Regions from separate parts of the Mus musculus genome. Here all the other regions are linked to region 1. A link is a contact called in public promoter capture Hi-C data. All regions are on one chromosome and are shown on one strand. Each heading gives the region's core, a stretch centred on a gene start, on an enhancer-like site or on the middle of the called end of the contact. The rest is flanking DNA. Distances are from core to core; before and after follow the strand shown.

Evidence for each region. Promoter capture Hi-C pulls out the DNA fragments that hold promoters and counts their contacts.
Region 2: a promoter capture Hi-C map of cranial neural crest shows a contact between it and region 1. The contact joins the promoter of Fkbp4 here to the promoter of Gapdh in region 1.
Region 3: a contact with region 1 is called in a promoter capture Hi-C map of cranial neural crest. The contact joins the promoter of Kdm5a here to the promoter of Gapdh in region 1. A contact is called at or near these places in 2 of 39 promoter capture datasets (cranial neural crest and pre-B cells).

The regions. Positions count from the first base shown.
Region 1 is chr6:125,164,409-125,167,108 of GRCm38.p6, reverse strand. Gapdh (glyceraldehyde-3-phosphate dehydrogenase) reads left to right here and starts at 1,336. Exons shown (of 7, transcript NM_008084.3): 1 at 1,336-1,557; 2 at 1,798-1,838. The coding sequence starts at 1,816.
Region 2 is chr6:128,437,276-128,439,975 of GRCm38.p6, reverse strand. It overlaps Fkbp4 (FK506 binding protein 4), which reads left to right and starts at 1,320. Exons shown (of 10, transcript NM_010219.4): 1 at 1,320-1,570. The coding sequence starts at 1,466. It overlaps Gm10069 (predicted gene 10069), which reads right to left and starts at 1,219. Exons shown (of 5, transcript NR_028593.1): 1 at 589-1,219; 2 at 280-461.
Region 3 is chr6:120,362,767-120,365,466 of GRCm38.p6, reverse strand. It overlaps Kdm5a (lysine (K)-specific demethylase 5A), which reads right to left and starts at 1,368. Exons shown (of 28, transcript NM_145997.2): 1 at 689-1,368. The coding sequence starts at 853. It also overlaps a transcript of Ccdc77 not described here.

The DNA of each region.
Region 1 (2,700 bases), core at 87-2,586:
GTCTAACACAGCCTTGGCTCTGGGGCCCCAAGGAGGTAGGGCAATCTGGAAGGGCAAGGAGCCAAGACTAGATTTGGGGTGCAGCCCAGCGTGCTCCCTGCCTTTTAAGCAAAGGTTATCACCAGGCCAGCTAAACTTAGCAATAGGCTCTTGAGCTAGATGAGCAGGGGGCTGGTTTCATGTTGCACTGGCCTAGCAAAGAGGCGCCAGAGTCCCCCTGCCCTGCACCTGCTACAGTGCTCCCAAGCCCTTCCACCCTTCCCAGCCTCCCTACCCTTCGGAGTGAAGAATCCCGGTCTCGAAAAGACAAAATAAAACCAAAGAATGCCTTTTCTCCCTTCCACTTGTGGCAAGAGGCTAGGGGCTTCCCTGTCCTGGCTCAGGGGTATAATATTTCCTCTCCTGTGTTCTCCCCTCACTGATCTCACCCTGTGTCCACGAGGGCAGCCAAAAAAGGAGAGTCCCTGGCTCCAGGGCCAGTCAGCACGTCCCTGGATGGGGAGGGACTTCCGCCCTCACGTCCCAACTCTCCACCCTGGGGCTACAGTGGGTGAAAGGGGCAGTGTCTCCTAGCCTGGGCGGGGCAGCTCTCAGGTTCCGAGGAGGGATACTATAGGAGGCCTCTGAGCCTCCTCCAATTCAACCCTTAAGAGGGATGCTGCCCTTACCCCGGGGTCCCAGCTTAGGTTCATCAGGTAAACTCAGGAGAGTGTTTGTAAGTCTCAATTATCAGGTTTCCAGGCTGCAGGGCATCCTGACCTATGGCGTAGCAATCTCCTTTTCAAGCGTCTTCCTGGCCACCCCCTTGCCCTCACAGCGCGGTACACAAGCCAGGCCTCTGGCCAAAGACAGAAGCCAGGAGGGGGGGGGGGGCAGATAGGGAAATGGGGCTCCTGAGGGCTCCCGCGGGAGGAAAAGTGCCCCCACCCTGGCATTTTCTTCCACTCTTTTTTTTTTCGGGGGGGGGGGTTGCTGTGTCACTACCGAAGAACAACGAGGAGAAGATCCTCAACTTTTCCGCAGCCTTTTCAATAATGGGGAGAGGTTCGATGATGCAGTGGCAGGGAGACCCACACTTCTCCATTTCCCCTGTTCTCCCATTTTACTCGGGAAGCAGCATTCAGGTCTCTGGGTCCTGGATGTCCTTGGTGCACACTCCAAGGACTCCTCGTCCTTAAGTTCATAGTCTGTATTCCCTGAGTCCTATCCTGGGAACCATCACCCGGTCACCTCCTGAGCGGGGCAATCTCAGCTCCCCTCCCCCTATCAGTTCGGAGCCCACACGCTTGGTGCGTGCACATTTCAAAAATGAGGCGGGTCCAAAGAGAGGGAGGAGGGGAAATGAGAGAGGCCCAGCTACTCGCGGCTTTACGGGTGCACGTAGCTCAGGCCTCTGCGCCCTTGAGCTAGGACTGGATAAGCAGGGCGGGAGGCGGGGCGCGCGTCATCAGCTCCCCCCCACCATCCGGGTTCCTATAAATACGGACTGCAGCCCTCCCTGGTGCTCTCTGCTCCTCCCTGTTCCAGAGACGGCCGCATCTTCTTGTGCAGTGCCAGGTGAAAATCGCGGAGTGGGCCGCAGGAGGCCGGGGACAGTCGGAAACTGGGAAGGGGAGTGGGCACTGTACGGGTCTAGGGATGCTGGTGCGAAGTGTGCAAGCCGGACCCAGGCTCCGCATTGCAGGGGGGGGATGATGGAGGACGTGATGGGGCGCACGGCGGGAATGGAGGCGGGGTGGGGGAGGGGACTGCCTGGTGTCCTTCGGGCCACGCTAATCTCATTTTCTTCTCCTGCAGCCTCGTCCCGTAGACAAAATGGTGAAGGTCGGTGTGAACGGGTGAGTTCCAGGGCGGGGCCCTGCTCCGTTGCCTACGCAGGTCTTGCTGACCCGGGGGCTCTGCAGTACTGTGGGGAGGTGGATGAGGTGGCCGAAGCGCCCAAGGAGACCTCAAGGTCAGCGCTCGGACCTGGCGATGGCTCGCACTTGCGGCCCCCAGCTGCTGCACCTCTGGTAACTCCGCCTTTGCGGGGATGAGCGGCCCGGAGTCTTAAGTATTAGGAACAACCCCACGCGCCCGTTCAGACCCATCCCGTAATCCCCAGTCCGGGGCTTCTTTCTTTACTTTCGCGCCCTGAGGAGTCACGTGCCAGGAGGGAAGCCCCTCCCCCATCTCCCCCTTCCTCGGGGTCGGTGGCATGGCGTTGTGAGGTGCATACCTTTGCGCATCATCTCCCAGGCTTGGGCTTCCTTTAGGGTAACTGGCCGCCGCCATGTTGCAAACGGGAAGGAAATGAATGAACCGCCGTTATGAAATCTTGCTTAGGCCTTCCTTCTTCCTAGCTTGTGACTAACCTCATTCCTCTCGGCTGGGTGGAGTGTCCTTTATCCTGTAGGCCAGGTGATGCAAGGCTTCCGTGCTCTCGAGAGAGTTCTACCTCACAATCTGTCTCACCTTATTAGCCTTAAAAGCCCTTGAGCCTTATTGTCCTCGGGCATAATGCGTATTCTAGATTATTCTCTGAAAATCAAAGCGGACTTACAGAGGTCCGCTTGACCTCCCAACCCCAGAGGTAGTTATGGCGTAGTGCAGAGCCGTGGGATGGGGAGCTGAGTCATGGTGGTTCTGAAAAGAAATTTTCCACCACAAAATGGCTCCTGTAGTAGCAGCCCCTTCCATCCCCTGCACTTCCCATCACAG
Region 2 (2,700 bases), core at 71-2,570, 3.3 Mb before region 1:
GCACAAGTGTGGATGTCAAAAGACAACTTTGAAGGGGTTTTCTCAATACTGTGGGTGTTAGGGATAAAACCCAGGTCTAAAGACTTTCAAAAGCACCAACATCCACTGAGCCATCTCGCAGGCACCATATAATAACTAGCTTATTGCCTACTTAAACGCCATCACTTGCGTTGGACCACGAACAGCACCATGCTGGGCACACAGAGACAAAAAGTTCATTACACTGGAATGAAAACTCGCAAAGCCAATAATACAATAGGCAGGTCTGATAGCACTCACCAGGCTGTATAACTGGGTACTAAACTGCTGGGCAGAGTCAGGACCTCTCCAGACAGATCTTCCATCAAGCCAGCACTGTTCCGGTAATCAGAACTTCATGGTTTTAGCCACACAGACTCAGAACTCCACAGGCATCTCATAGGAGCAGCGAGCAGGTTGAGAAAACCTTCCTTCCTATTCACCTTTAGTAAAGAGGGGGAAGGGGGAAAAAATTTTTTTTTCGCGTGAGCTGAAACCATTTTGTGTGCCAGTACTAACCAAAAAAGGCTGATTAGTATGGTGGGAGAAAAGGAATTTTAACACACGTACCTCCACTTACAAGTCTATGGCTCTTATAAATCTGCTCATGGCATTTTTGCGGTGGGCCTGCCAGGCTGCAGGGAGGGCAAAGTTGTGTCCGATCTGTGCACCTGGGCTGAAACTGTCCCTACGGGGCCCACACTTTCAATCCCTCGACCTCTCTTTCCCACACTGCTCAGGTGCCCACGCCTGGAACCATGGGCATCTGTGGCACAATCACGGGAGGCCGATCTTTGCCACTTCACATCTGACTGCCTGTCTCCAGCTATTCCGCTGTGGGCCTGGGTGAGCAGGGCCGGCCACGAGGCAGGCCCGGACTTGGGAGGCTCGCCACTTGGAGTCCTGAGGATAGAGAAGGATCTGGAAAAATCGCTTAGACGCGGGCAGAGGGGTGGGGTAAGGGTGGGGGTGGGGCGGAACGACATAGGGAAGATTGTGATCCCAGAGGTCCTGGTGTAGGAGGAGGGCACTCCTAGGGGCCATCAACCAGAAAAGCAAATCTTAACAAAAACGACACAAACAAACAAAAAAACCAAACCACTCCAGTACCCTCAGTCCAAGAGCCTCAACCCGTTTAACCGCTTCTCTAGAAAGTTCTCCGCTCCCGCCCCTTTGCAGCCCGCTCGTGCCGCTCCTCCCTGCCCCGCCCCCGAGGCGGAGGGGACCAATTGCAGGCCGGGCCGCGCCAGGCCCGCCCCTCGGCGTCACCCCACTCGGCCGCCGCCGGCGAGCGCGCGGATAGCCGGGTGCGCGAGCCTGGAGCGCGGTTCGAGGTGGGCAGCGCCGCCTTCCGCCGCACGCCGCCCCGTCGCTCACTCCGGTCGGCGGCCAGAGTGCCGTGCTCGCGCTTGCCACACTCTCGCAGCCAACGGTGCGCCCAGCGGCCATGACCGCCGAGGAGATGAAGGCGGCGGAGAACGGGGCGCAGTCGGCGCCCCTGCCTCTCGAAGGAGTGGACATCAGCCCCAAACAGGACGAGGGCGTGCTCAAGGTGAGGGGCCGCGGAGTCCTCGGCTGCAGGCTCATGGGCCTTGGGGGTACCGCGGCCGGAGGATGGGGGGGATTCGTCTTCCCTGCGCAGGCTGCAGCCCTGAAAACGGCACGGCGGCTGCACGCTCCGGAGGGTGCGGCCCGGGTCCGGGAAGAAGCCCCCACTGCAACGCCAACTCGATCCGGCTGCACTGTGCGGCTGAGAGGGGCGGAGCGGAGCGCGAGAGCCGCTGCCAGGGGGCCCGGGCGGGGTGCACGAGGCTCGGGCGCGCCGAGGGACTCAGGCCTCGCCTCCCGGGAACCCCTCGGCCGCAGCGTGCGCCGTCCACCTGGACGAAGGTGCGCCAGGGCTCGCCCACTTGAAAGTTAAACATTAGCTAGGACCTGAAACGGCTCCCGGGAGCAGGTTCCTGGCCCAAAGCCCTTTGTGCCTTTCTGCGCCCCTTTTGCAATCGCCGAGATCCAGCGAGGTCACGGGCTCGGCCATGCTGTGCCCCCTTTCTCGGCCCGGGGAGAGCGAGAGCGATGCATGCCGGGACCTGTAGTTCCTCGCCTGCCCCTCCTGAGTCTTTCTGAGTTGGGGGGTACTGGGTGCTGGCCATGGGGGGAGGTGCATTGCCTTAGAGCCAGCGGCTCACTAATCGCCTGACTGCAAATAGCCCGAGGAGCGAGGGGGAGGGCGCCCTGACCCGGGTCGGGACAATGGACGCCGTTTCAGAGCAGGTTCTGCCAGCAGTCCAGGACGGTGAAATCCTAACCTGCATTGCATGTCTCCCTGCATCCATTGTTTCTCCTCCGTGAGTCCCATTGCTCAGTTTCTAGTGTGTGTGGCTTGTGCAAACCAGAGACCTTAGGGAGCCTCGTTGGTCCAGAAATGCTCCTGGCTTTTTACCTCAACTCTTGCTGCTCCCCGTGAACATGTGGCCCTTTCTCCTTTGCGCTAGGTTCTGATTCCCAGACGGGGTCTGTTCCTCTTTTATCCTCCATTCCTTCGCGGGGCCCTGTACATTCTTATCAAGGAAGCCTTAGAGGATGGGTTCCATATCTACCTATTGGCTCTCCTATGGGGTCACCATATATAAGAATGTTAAGCAGAAATAGACGCCTGCCTATACACGCAGGAGAGATAAA
Region 3 (2,700 bases), core at 119-2,618, 4.8 Mb after region 1:
CACAAAAACGGTCGACATTAGTGGGGTTTTTTTTAACACGCAAACAGAAAGATGGTGCGTGAGCTGATGACAGGACACTTCAAACGCCTTTCCCTAGGAAGGGCCTGAAGCCTTTTGTTATCCTTACCTCCAATCCACACTACAATATCCGTGCCCAATAAGTTCTGGGAAGGAAAAGGTCCCAGAGACACCTCTTTCTGTCTTTTGAAGGGGGACCTGAGAAGCGATGCGATGGCCCAGTCGTCAGGCCAAAGCCTGACAATCTTGAGTTCGAGCCCGGAGACCCACAACCCCCACAACGCAGGAAGAGAATCGACTCCTACAAAATGTCCTCTGACCCCTCCGCGAGCGCTCTCTCGCTCTCCTCCCCTCTCTCCCTCTCTCTGTCTGTCTGTCTCTCTGTCTGTCTGTCTCTCTCTCTCTCTCTCTCTCTCTCTCTCTCTCACACACACACACACACACACACACACACACTCACACGCGATCAAATAAAATGTCAAAGTGGACGTGAAACTGCGTTCAGAAACCAGGGCAAAAAACATCCTCAAAAGTGGCCTCGGGACACCAAGAGAGGAGGGAGGGGCCCCCGGAGAGCACGGAAGACCCCCAAAGAGGAAAGCCACGGGGAGGAGGAGGACCGTCCCGCCGCCCCAGCACGCCCCCCGTCCCCGCCCTCAGGCGACGCTACCTTGGGTGGCCGGATTTTGCAGATGCCCGTTTTCTCCGCAAAGGGCCGGATGCGCCCGATAAAACTCAGCGGGTCTGTGAACTCCTCCCAACTGGGCTCAAAGACCGGGCACTCGGGCGGTGGCACGAACTCCGCCGCGTAGCCCCCCGGGCCCACGGACGCCATGGTCACCAAAAAATAAAATAAAAAGCCAGGGGGGCCTGAGGTGCACAAGCGAGGAAAGGCTTGGCTGACGGCCACCAAAGCCCTCTCACGTCCCCGCACTGGGGCCGCAGCGCATCTTCTTAGGACGAGAACGAGTCCTCACAGGAGCGCCAGCCGCTCTCCCTCCGCTCGTTTGTTATTGTTTCCTTCAGGGCTTTTCCTCTCAGGGGCAGGACGCTCCCGGAAGTTAACGTGCTGCTAAATCAGTCCGCCACCGCAGGAAACAAAATCCCACCGCCGCCACGTCTAGTCGGGTCTTCTCTCCTCGCTCCCTTCCATGACGGCCGGCGGAGCTTTTTTGTTTTATTTTGGTTTTTTGTTTTCTCACAGCTTGCCTGTCAAAGTTCTGCGCCCTCCGTCCACCCCGGGTGCGCGGCCCCTCAAGGCGCCGCGACCTCTCTCGAGGAGAGGCGAGGGAAAAGCTACCCCGCAAGGTGGAACGCGCGCTTCCGGCGCGCGGAGGAATGTGTAATGCCTCGGAGAGCAGAGGTACTGCTTCCGGTAAGGGGCTTCCGGTTCCTCTTTGTGTCGGGGGTGGGGACACGAACGCAAGGTGGGCCCCTCCGTGGCTAGTCGGCCGGGTTTGTTCGTTCTCCGAGACCTGTTTTTAACATCGTTGTCTAGGTTTGGACAAGTGACGAACTCTTGGCCGAGTTTCCGCGTCTCCGTTTCCTTCTTTCGAATGCTAGTCTTGTACAACTCGTTTCGCTCGGTCGCCTTCGTACGGGTTTCTCGCTTCTCCGTGACCAATAGGTTTCAGCCCAATTCCGTCATTACATGGGCCGGCCTTCACCACCAGCTGCGACTTGCTTTTTCTCACGACACTGGGAACCTACCCATAGAGGGCCTGGCCTTGCTAGTCTAGCTGTTGGCAGCCATCCCGAAACCGTATTTGAGTAGTAAGCAGGGCCTGAAAACGCTTGCTTTGTAACCAACCCATTTCAGTTTGGTATGAAACTGGTCACCTTGTCAGAAACCTCTACTTGGAAGGCCGGGCATAGTTGCACACGCATAGAGTTCCGATCAGCAATGGCTGGTTTAAAAAAAAAAAAAGCCACGTTTCTGGTATACGGTCCTACAGTTCCTTTATGCGTCTAAGCCTGACTCTACAAGGTTGAAGGCAAGAACCGGCTCCAAAGTTATCCTGTGCCCTCCACATCCATATACCTTTATGGTGATGAAGGTAGATGCTTTAGGGGCAGTTCGAGCTGCATATGAATTTGAGGCCTGATTAGGCTACGGGAGACCTTGTAAGTAAGGAAAATCCCTGTGTGGTGGCTCAGGACTATAAACTCAATTCTGGGGAAGGAGATGTAGAAAGAGCACCATAAGGCCACATGGTACACTTATCGAGTTCCAGAATGGTCAAGAATACGGGGTAAGGGCCAGAACAGTGGCTCAGCTGTGAAGGGCACTTGCCACCAAGCTTGAAATCCTAAGTTTGATTCCTGGAACCCCATGGTTAAAGGAGAGAACTGAAAGCTGACCTCACCTTCACGCCAGGTCCACATACATTCATCTACAAATTCACACATTAAGTAATCAAAGGCTGGGGGGGTTGGAGTGGGGGGGTGGCTATCAGGTAAAACGCTGACTCATAAATAAAGGTTCTATTCTGCTAGTCAGGATCAGGAATGCAAGGAAATGGACTCAGGCTAGTTTGTTCAATTACTTTCTGTACTAGAAATTGAACCCAAGTCCTTGAACATATTAGGTAAATGTGTCCTGAGCTGTAACTCCAGTATAGTCTCCATTTCTTGCTTAAAGAAAAAAGGGAAAAAGTGATATACAGAGAAAAAATGGACATA